2 separate regions of the Gossypium hirsutum genome follow, and region 2 is linked to region 1. The links are chromatin contacts, called in public Hi-C maps. All regions are on one chromosome and are shown on one strand. The core of a region is the stretch at or near the end of the contact, and the rest is flanking DNA. Distances in the headings are between cores, read along the strand shown. Region 1 holds the start of LOC107888970 (enhancer of mRNA-decapping protein 4). Region 2 overlaps LOC121206008 (cytochrome P450 CYP736A12-like).

The links. A called contact is a pair of places that touch in the nucleus more often than the background predicts.
Region 2: a Hi-C map of fibers shows a contact between it and region 1, with 3 times the contacts expected there. The contact joins the enhancer-like site here to the promoter of LOC107888970 in region 1. A contact is called at or near these places in 4 of 34 Hi-C or Micro-C datasets (anther, fibers, hypocotyl and 1 more).

The regions. Positions count from the first base shown.
Region 1 is chrA09:57,784,291-57,789,610 of Gossypium_hirsutum_v2.1, forward strand. LOC107888970 (enhancer of mRNA-decapping protein 4) reads right to left here and starts at 2,940. Exons shown (of 12, transcript XM_016813251.2): 1 at 1,723-2,940; 2 at 1,571-1,620; 3 at 1,334-1,490; 4 at 980-1,198; 5 at 356-484; 6 at 1-173. The coding sequence starts at 2,514.
Region 2 is chrA09:57,938,675-57,944,809 of Gossypium_hirsutum_v2.1, forward strand. LOC121206008 (cytochrome P450 CYP736A12-like) reads right to left here. Exons shown (of 5, transcript XM_041076165.1): 4 at 4,005-4,208; 5 at 3,429-3,899. The coding sequence ends at 3,429. Among protein-coding and RNA genes, the nearest start is that of LOC121207389, 21 kb to the right of the region's middle. Within about 2 kb of position 4,042, at least 2 of the 9 cell types and tissues checked have an H3K27ac peak or open chromatin away from gene starts, as enhancers often do.

The sequences.
Region 1 (5,320 bases), core at 1,690-4,189:
CCTGCACGGGGCAGTGCCACAACTTGATTAAAGAATGCATTGTCAACCTCAGACTCAGCAGAACACCTCAATTCCAATGTCTGCATACACTGCCATGATTCACCATCACTGGGCAACAACCAGCCCTCTTCACCTGAAGAGGCCCATATCTTCACTTCACAGTTTAGTGGGCCCTATAGGTAAAAAGACAATAGAAAATTAGACACTTGGCATAATGAGAAGAGAATTTATGCCACATTACCAACACAAAAGCAGAAGTAATTTTCTGTTGAAATCACAAAGCTTCATATGGTCATAGAAAATGTTTATAAAAAAGGTAAAGACAATCTAAAAAGGAAAAGAAACAGAGGCCTACTCCTGTGATAAGAACAATATGATCAGGGCGATGTGGGCCAGTCAAGAATGTTGCCGAGTAAACAGGATGTCCATCATGTGGCCTCAACACTGCAAGTGGTATGGGCTTACGATCTTCCCAAATTTTCACCTGTCACAGAAATTTACAGTTTCCTAAATATCATTACCTAATTGAATAATGAATACATATGGCCTGCTGTGAATCTAAGCATACTTCTTAATGGAACAACTGGCACATGTCGGACCAAAATCTTTAATTTTCTGGGCCTTAAAATTTCAATAGCTGTCAGGTACTTGATTTGCAGTATTGCCGCATTAATAGTAGTTTATAGTCAAAATGAGAAAATCGCTTTGGACAACCAAAAACCTTTTACATGCATTAAAATGGCTCAACATGCATCACTACAACCATCATGTTAGATGGAAATAAAACATTATCAGGTTTACATGTCAAGTTCTGTCATGGTAGGAAAACCATTGAACTTCAAAGAGGTTGTCTGTGTTAGAGATATGACAATCATTCAACTTCCAATTTTTCCTTCTTTATTTTTTTCCAGAAGCAACTGTATTAAGAACTAAAATAGAGAGAATAAATCAGTAAATAAGGAGAAGAGTAAGTACAAACCGTGCCATCTACTGAAGCTGAAGCTAAACGGGTAGTCAACCATTGGCACATTGACAACTCAGTAATCTCACCATCATGTTTGCCAACAAACTGAACCCCATCAATAAGCTTATCAACAGAGCAATTAAGAGGTTCCTCTGCTGAAAATCCATCAAGTTTTCCAACTTTGATTGTATCAATTTTCAGGATACGATTTCCGATAGCAACCATCAAAATCTCCTGTTAGATAATATTTGTTGAACATTTACAACAAGGAAAAAAATATGGACAGGAAAAGCACGACTATAGAAGAAATACAAAGACTTGGCATAATAGTTACTATCTGATAACATCAAATACAAACCGATTTATTACTTGTTTGTGAGGATGCCAGCAGACTCGTGGATGTTTTGATGATTCTTGCCCTACGATCTGAAGCGCAATAACAACTTTGCCAAAAATTTGCGGCTTATCTTCATCATCAGGTCCCTCATTGATCCTCCATACAAAAACCCGGCCATCAACACTTGCACTGCAGAAAATGTAAGATGAGCACTTTTCGATGACACAAATGAAGTCAATTTATCCCATGAAATAAGTAGAAAGGAATACCTGGCCAAAAGGTGGACATCCTCAGCAAAAAAAGCCATATCTGTTACTCTCTATATTTGGAGAAACAAAGTGAATGAAAAGGTTGAGCTGGTAATGAGATGTTTCACATTAGGAACTTGATAATAGAAAAGTGGGTATAAAGATATATATACCTGAGTGTGGCCACGAAGCAAGGACCGGAGGGCAGTGTTGATGTTGAGGATACGTATATTCCCAAGCTTGAGACCATAGCAAATGTAATTCCTATTAACAGCAATCTGACGACCAAGAACAAGGCCAGGATCAGATGCATACTTGGTAATGGGAGTGACCTCAAGTTGGGGTTGTACTTCACTGGGTAGCCTGACATGAATATCGTAAAGGAGATTGGTCCCAGAGAGATGCCTGCCCTTCGGGACCTTGCTGCTCAACAGTCGGGCAGGTGAGGGAGAGGGCGAAGGAGCAGATGGGGTGACACTCATATTAAGAGGCGGGGCAGAAGGGACAGGGGCAGGAGCTAGTGACTGAGCTTGAGTGCCAAAGAAGGCCATCAAAATGTCGTTTCCGCAAGTAGGAGGGGTGGGGAGTTGGGGTTGGGGATGATAAGGAATAGGTCCAGTAGGATTAGGATAAGGATGCAAAGGGTGTTGGGGTTGAGGAGGAGGAGGGTAAGGAACGTAGTGGTGGAAAGGGTAAGGCCCAGTAGGCGGAGGGTAAGAGGAAGAAGGCGTCAAATAGGGCGGTGGAGGCGGCGTTGAGGATTGGGCTGGGAAAGATGGGGATGTAGTAAGGTTTGAAGTGCTAGGACTTGGAGTTGGACTTGGAGAAGTTGCTGTCACGTTCACGTTCTGAAGATGCTGATGCTGCAACATAGGGCTAGAACTGGGTTTAAACAGCTTGTTCAAATCAAACCCACCGCTGCCACCACCGCCACTTTGCGGTTGAGGATTGGGATTTGAAGCCATCCAATCCCAAATCCAAAAAAGAGAAAATAAAAAGAAAACGATGAAATCAAAGGCTTGTTGAGATCTTACTTTATGTGAAACACAAGGAACAAGAGGGTTTCATGGATCTGCTCGCTTCGATTCAGATCAGAATCCAAGTTTTTAGATTATATCGAATCTTGAATCTCTTGCTCCCCACTTTCTTCTCCTTTGGGTGGCCCAGACTGGATGATGACTCGAAGACGCCAATAAACTATATAAAAATGAAAAACACCAAAAGGGGAGGCTTTCAGTTTTATTAGTTAAGTAATTTTATTAGTAGACCATTTCAGGACTGTACAAAACCAGGGATGAACGCTACTACACCCAAAGTGATATCAAGTAAGCAATTTCGATACTACATCCAAAATGTTAAATATCATATAATCAAGTTATTTCAATTCTAAATTTCCAAGTTACGTTGCTAGTTAAAACTCAATGATTTAAAGCTCAAATGAAACATTCAATGGCTTAGGATTTTGGGCAATGTCCCCCCTTTTTTAGGTTTAATCAATTCAATCAATTCAATTAAATATTTAAAAATTTAGCTCAGTCAAATTTTTTGTTCAATTTTTTCTGTTTATATCGATTTTCAAGTCAATTTTTCTTGTTTATATCGATTTTCAAGTCAGTTGATTTAAAATTCTTCTCAAAACTAATATTTGGATTGATTCTTTATCCAACCAATTGATTTGATTCGATTCATATAACATTAATTTTGAATCGAGATTTAAGGTTTAAGGGAAAGAGTTTTTTATTATTATTTTGATTTAATAAAAATAATTAAATTATAAATTTTGGGTCAAAATATTTTTATCATTCTTTTATATATAAAAATACTAAAATATTTTAAAAAATAGAAGACAATACGAAAGGATGAAAATGGATCCTACCTTACCTCCTTCCTTATACATTGTCTAAAGATATAATGTTAGGGTCAAAAGTTGAGGTTTGGAATGGAAATAGGGTTATTAGTTGAACTTTTAAGTTTGAGTTTAGGGTTTTATGTTTGAGATTTTTATTTAGGATTTAAATTTTAGGTTCAAAGCTAGAGGGTTGAAGATAGGTGTTTGAGGTTCATCAGTTGCATTCAAAGCTCGGTGTTGAAGTTTAAAATTAAGTTCGAGACTTAAGTCGATGTTCAAGGGTCAAGACTTAAAGTATTAAAGTATTGTGTTCATTTCCATATTTGAGGCTTATAGTCTAACCTTTACAATATGCCTTAACTAAGGTTAATGATTTCGAGGTTGTAGTTGAAGATGATAACTCTCAGAGAGTTATTTAGTATAATTTTCATAATATATTAAGAGTACTTTCTAGCTTTTAGGTTAGTTTTTATATTTTTTTGGTTAATTATATTTTATTTATTTATTATCATTTTAGGGTTAGGTCAAAATTAATTATTATTTTCTATTTTCTTTTCCATTGTAGGCTCGAAATGAAGAATGAAAGAGATAGAATATAAACTAAAAGATGGTGAAAAGAAGTCTTTTATTCCACCAATCAAATTAGTGTTGGAGCTTTTTAGTATTTTAGAAAATTTGGTAGTAAATAACCCATTCCACTACAATTATTTATTCAATGGAGCACCACAATGAAAGAAAGAATTTAAGGTTTTGTGATTAAAAACTTTAAAGAAAAATAAGAGTAAGAACTTCCTTGGAGGTAAAAAGAAAACTTTTTCACGTAAAGGGAAACTTTAAGCTTGTAAAGACATGAAAAAAGGGGAGCCGGAGAGTTCAATACAAATTCTTTATATATTTTCTCTTTAGATTCTCTCTTTTACATTTTATTAATGCAAGATTGTTATGAGTATCTCTTTGCGATATTTTCTCAACTTCAAATGAACTAAATTATATTTTCCTCGGATGATGATGGATCTTACATATTAGTTAATTGATTATTTATCTTTTCAATTTTTTATTTATGTTAATTATTTATTCAGTTTTGTATTTAATTAATTTGCATGTTTGATCATCAGGTCATATTAATTTGATTACCTTAATTTATCTAAGGATTAAGGTTAAGTTCTAAAAGGAATAGATTAGAGTCGATGAACGAGTTAATTTGTGACTAGGATAAAAATATACCCGGTGCCCTAATCAATATGATAGAATTATTCTTAATGACTTAACCAAATTACCTGCGTAGTATAGGACTACAACTAGTGTGTCACATCCCGAATTTGGGTTTAGAAGTTTCGAGGGTAATTTTGAAATTATGGCACAAAATGAGTTTGGAATTTGGAATGTGGTAACCCAAAAACTTCTTCGTCTATGGCTTTTTGAAAGTTAAATCAATTTTTGAAAATGATATAGAAAAGACATTTAATTTTAAAATATGGATTATTTTGGAAAGGGGCTAAAATTAAGAGTACCACAAAGGTAAATATACCAAAGTTTAAAAATTGCCCTGTTTTCTTTCCCCCACCTAAAGTAAACTCACTAAAACTATTCCCTCCATCTTTCCAAACTTCAATTCTGTTGATTTTCATCATCTTCCAAGTATTAAACCTTCCTAAAATTCCAAGAAAAGCATAAAAAATCACTAATTTTACCATTTTTCAACTTGTGGGTTTTTCAGATTGACAACCAAACGCTCGTTTTTCTCTTAACGAAGGTAATATTTCATTAATATTTCATTTTTCTATTAGTTGCTAATGATATCTAGCCTTTTAAATTGAGTTTTTATTCATTGGATCAAAAGTTTTGAATAGATGTCAAAATATTGGTTGTTAATGGTGGAATTCAGGATTTTAAATGAGTAGTTTAGAGTGGTTTGAAGGTTG
Region 2 (6,135 bases), core at 2,792-5,291, 160 kb after region 1:
GATTTAGCTCACGAGCTTACCCCCAGCTCATCACTAGCTCATACACCTATATCTCGTTTCAGCTCAATTGAGCTCCTTTTTATTTTTCCAGCTTTGCATTTTTAATTAATTAAATAAATTGCACGTTACTTTTAGCTCAACAAATATTAAAGTATTTAATTTGTCCAAAAATCAGAACATGAAATTAATGTGTTATGCTACAGCAATTTAAAGTGTCTAAATTAGGACGAAATTATTTCTTGTTATTTAGTGCAGCCGAATTTAATGTGTCTTAGTTCCAACATGTTTTTAATTTGTCCTAGCTTATTACATGATTTAAATGTGTCTTTGAGCTACTGGAATTAATGTGTCTAAGTTGAATTAATGAGCTGAATTAATTTAGGTGTAGGTACATTGTAGGGTTGACATTAAAGCTAGACAACTGCTGTTTCTCTTCTCCAAGAGGCATGATGGTTCGGTTATTGCAACAGCCACCTCAACCTGCTGTTTGTTCTTTTCAAAGTGTTTGATCAGCTCTCCAAAACAATTTGAATGTTTTCACATTTGCTGAACATTCCTTTCACACCTATAGGCTATTCGGTTTAGTGTGTTCATACAAGGGAGGCTGCTCACATTCGGTTTCACACTTAAAGGTCTATTGAGGTGCTCCAAGTTGCCTTTAATAAGCTCAACACTTTTCAGCTAACCAAGGCTGTCCAATTAATGAAGTACACCCCCTTGGCTGAATTCAAGCTTGCCCATTTAACTCATTTTAGCTCCTCTATAATTGTTCAGCTACTAGAAGCTTCAAAAGGCTATCCATTGACTTTTTCCATGGCTGAGAAGTTTCAAGGAATTTTCCTAAATATATTCTGGAATTTTCTAACTTAATTAGGTTTAAAACAAAGGCTGTTCAGCTAGCTTAAGTTAGCTATTCGGCTAGCCTTCTAAATGCTATAAATAGCTAGTTCATTTCTTTGTTTAAAGACTTTTGACTCTTTGTTAATGTTAATGCTACCAAAATTGTGAGGCAACTTTTTCTCCATTTCATTCAAAGATTCGATTGCCTTTCCTAGCGATCTAGCTGCGTCAACCGTTTCCTTTGTCGAACCTGAACTTATCACTACCCGTAGTGTGGCGTTCGAACAATACCGAGGTTCCTATCTTGTTAGATAGTGGGTCGAGGTTTCCTTCACCAAGCTTAAACCGAACTCAAAGGGCCTATAAACAACGGGTCGATACCATATCGGTATTGGTTCTTGTTTGCACTTTTTGTTCAATTCATATTTCTTTTAAACCCATTTCTTCTTTACCAAATCGAACCTAAACCGACCAATTTGTTCATATCCCTTCGTTCATACCATTTCATTCCTACCAATTCGTTCGTACCCCTCTTTCTTCTTCGGCCATTCCTTCAACTCAATTAAACCTAACGTAACTTCTTGTCGATGATCGGGCAATCACTAATACGACTCGACTCACCCGAGGCGGATCGTATCATCTGGTGATGGACTATTCGCCCAATTATGGGAATCAATGACTAAGGTATAAATGATTATTTCTCACTAAGTTCTCATGAACTTACATGGATTGTGTTTTCTATTTCAGGTTGAATGTGAGGTTGTGCCTGGGGGAAACGATCTTAGGACTATGTCCAAGGAGCAGCGTATCAAATTGTTATACATATAGAGCAAGCTTTGATGGCGTGATCGAGTCAATTTGGAACATAAAAACCCTTGAATCGGGACAACTACGTTAGACCAAGACATCATTTTAGTAATACTTGTAATCAAATTCCCTAATATTATAACTGAAATTATTCAATGTTTATACTTACGTATTATACTATGAAGTCTTGTAATTAAGTAGTTCAAATCAATTGTAATTTGTCTAAGTAGAGTTAAGTTACATCTATATTAGAGTGGTAACACCCAAGGTTCAGATCTGGTTCATCGGATCGGATTTGAGGTGTTACAAGATAATTTATTCAAATGTAAAATACCGTTCTTTCCTTGTGTCTTTACGATTATTATTACAATGATGCCGTGTTGTCATGTTTGAATTATTTTGGTTTTAACATATATTCAAATAAGATTATCATGAAAATATATAAAAAAAATATTATAATAAATTACTGCTAATATTATGATATACGAAATATAAATTTTAAATACTTTTATGTAAATAATATAAATTTTTTAAATATTTTTTATATTATATATGTCTGTTTTACGGTTCATTTTTTATATTCGTAGTTGCCCCATTCAACAATGTTATCTCTAAAGTTTGAACCTAGGTTCATCCTTTAGGGATGCAATGTCACTTACCATTACACCCAACCAATTATTAGTATTTTTTGTAAAATTTAATTTGAATATAAATTATATTTACATATTATTATTATAAATGAAGGACAAATTTAAAAAAAAATGATTTGACTTGAAACGTGGTTTTGGAACACAATACTTAACAAACCTTGATAGCTACAATTTAGATTATAAAAATTAAAATAAAAAAATTTAATTAGGTATTTTTCTACTTTGTGTTTTTCCAATGCAAGCCAAAAAGGATTAAACAGATTTGGTCAAAGTGAAAGCAAAAAATATTCAAGTTAAAAGCATGCCACAAGTCTCGATATTCTTCGTAAATTAAAAAGTATAAAGACTAAATTTTTAAAAATAAAAGTATAAAAGTTAAATTTTAAATTTATGAAAAATATAAAAACTTATGAAATATTTTAACTAAATAAATAAACAGAGCAAAGTCTTTGATTACTACAAAATTATTTTTATCTTGTTTTTTTATTCTTCTTTTGTCTCTTTCTTCTTATTTTTTAGTTCCATTGGATCTTCTTACCTTTTTTTTTCTTTCCTACCATCATTGATCCTTATACTTCACTTGCCCCTCTTTAATTCTTAGTGTTATAGACTTATAGTTATTTTCTATTCTTATGTACTCTAATATTTTTCTTGTCAATCTTCTAGTGCGAAAACAAGTTGTTGTAAGTTTCAAGAATAATAAAACAAGTCAAGAGAAGAAGTTAAATTACTAGCAACGCATGAATGATTTATTGCATTTTCAAACAAATTCTTATTTACTCTTGGTGTATAAATGCAGACAATAACTTAACTAATGCAATGTGTTAGAAAATTCAATTATCTAATAAAAAATTAATTATATTACCACAAAAAGTTTGATTATATTTATTTGATTTTGAGAGATTTTATTAGGTGTGATGTGTTGTCAATATATATTGCGACAAAGAATAAAATGCATACCATTTTCAAAATGCCCCAACTTTATTATACCGATACATCCTGTTATATCACAATACAAATATTATCTTGAAATTTGCATTTCTACATGCGATAAATAGGCTTGGCACAGAGATTATTCTTTCTTGGAAACGTGGAACTAAATTTCTCAGTCATGCCCAATTCATTTGGTGACTAAACGTTCACAATGACCCTTGACCTTTTCGGTATGTAACAACCATCAATAACTATGTCCTCCATTGACTCACGAGGAATTAGCATAGGTGCAACAAGATAAAGCCTTAAAGTTTCTTTCACAACCATGTCTAGGTACTCCAATTTTGGTAAATCATTTTCCTCCACCATTCTCATTCTGATAATTCTTTCTAACTCTTTTTGGAGTTTTGACATTACCCTTGGATGCTTAATGAGCGCTAATAAAGCCCATTCCAATAGAGCAGTTGAGGTGTCCAAGGAAGCCACAATCATATCTACTGTTATGGCTTTGATGCAATTTCGGTCCATTATATCACCGTTAGGATTTATTTGCTCTGTAAGCATCGTACTGATGAAATCATCCTGTTTTTGTTGTTGATGGTCATTAATGATCGTCTTGAGGGCTTTGTCAAGTTTTTCACCAAGAATCCTTGTATGGGCTTTGAGTCCCTACATGGTTGACAATAATTAACATCATTCATTCAGTAGTTGTTCATAATGTGTATGGTTAATTTGTTTTGATATAGTATATTAAAATACACAGAAACACAATACCTGTAGGTCAAAAGCACCCAAAAAAGGCACAAAATCTACAAGATTGAAAACTCCTACCATGTAAAGAAGCTCTTCAATAAGCTCTTTAAGGTTAAATTCCTTATACTTCTTCACAGGCCCTAAAATCTTATTAAGAATAATTTCTGCATTAAGATTCCCCACCTTCTTACTAATGTTAACCACTTCCTTTTCTGCTGCTGCTTCCTTCAAAGATTCAATGAAATATGTTAGCACATTTTTCCTCGATGATGCAAATGATTCAATTTTCGATGTAGTAAAAAGTTGTTGATTACAAAACTTCCTCAAACTGAAAAATATGGTCCATATTCTGTGAATGCTATGCCCATTTTACCATTGTAAATTGATTGTAGCACTTGAAATTTTGGTCTACTTGCGAAAACAATGTCATGTGTCTTAAGAAATATCTCGGCGACTTAAGGGGATGAAACAACAATAGCTGGGACAGAGCCTAGCCTTATAGACATTATAGCACCATGTTTTTTGGCCAACTGGGATTGGTGTGGAAGCATGCCTAACATATGGAGGTTCCCAATGATTGGCAAGGGTTGGGGACCAGGAAGGGCTTTCCCTTTTCCTTTTCCATGTTTCGAGATGTAAAATAGAATGTAAAATTAGCAAAAAATTGCAAGAATTGTAAGAAGATTTTCGCTAAAGGATCCATTCTTGGTAATCAATTAACCTAATGGATATGTCTCTCCTATTTATCCCCCTTTCTATTTATAGATTTATATATTTACACTATTTGGCAATTGGTTGATAGTTGATTGTTGATTGCAGTGGCCGGGTTGACCAACTAGTTCTATTAACTAATTTGACCAACTGGTTCTATTAACTATTTATTTAAAAGTGTTTGGTAAAACTTAGTTGATAGCTGAAAGTTGATATGGGTAAAATGACAAATAAGGGCATGACACATTTTATTGTTAAGCCTTTATTTGTTTATAATACTTTAGTCTTTATTGAGTGAAATTATTGAAATAAAACACTATTACTAAGGAATTAAAACATCCATTATGAAAATTAATTAGTGAATATTTTTGAAAAATTAAATAAACAAATTTCTTAAGTTCCTTATTTGCAAATATTAACCATGTGAAAATTGATAAATCTTAATAGTGTATCAATATAATTATAAACTATATTTTTAGTGATAATTATGTCATGTTCCTAGTCTGTAAATTAGTGATAATTATATCACACTCTAAATAAATTTGTCAAGTAGCATATTTCAATTAATATAAAATTGCATAAGAAATCATTTTACATAAATAAATTGAAAATAAATTAAGAGCATGTGGCAAAGGAAGTAATTTTTTAGTAAACATGATCAGATATGTCATTCTACTCATTTCATTCCCAATCAACTGTGAAAAAAGCTACCCATCCCTGTGTTTTTTGTTTTCGAGGTTTTAATTTAACAAGTTCTTATAAACTTCCATTCACTAAGCACTGCAAATTAGAGGGTTTGACTACCCAATCCTCTATTTGTGCCCAAATTAGCTAAAAAAGTTTTAAAACTCTATTTACCAAACACCTTCATCGACTATAACATATTATTTTATTCTTTTCTATATGTTTTAATATAAATGGATACAAAATGACACAGCTCTCTCGCCACCATATTTGATTTTTTATCATATTTGGGCCCATTTATAATTTATAAAATTTTAAATTAGTAATAGTAAAATTACACTTTAGCCCCCAATGATAAAAAATTTGATTTAATTTTTTAAAAATTATAAAAATATAAATTATTAAAATGATAAAATTGTATTTTTACTATTGTAAAATAATACAATTAAATTCTCCCCTAAAAAAATTGTTCATTTGCCCTACTTAAGGCATACCCCTAACCAAATAAAATAATTTAAGACTATTTATTTTTAGGTTATACTTTCCTCTCAACACACCCAATGGTTTTTTAACATATCAATGTTTTTGGCGATATTAGTAAAGAAATTGAAAAAAGTTCTGATAAAGATAATAAAAAAAAAAACCCCAAAGTAGAATCTCTTTATATGACCCATAATCAATGACCCATGTATATATTTATTAAAATTATTCAGGTCATGCAAGAAGAGTTGCATTAATAAGAAAGAAATGAAGTATG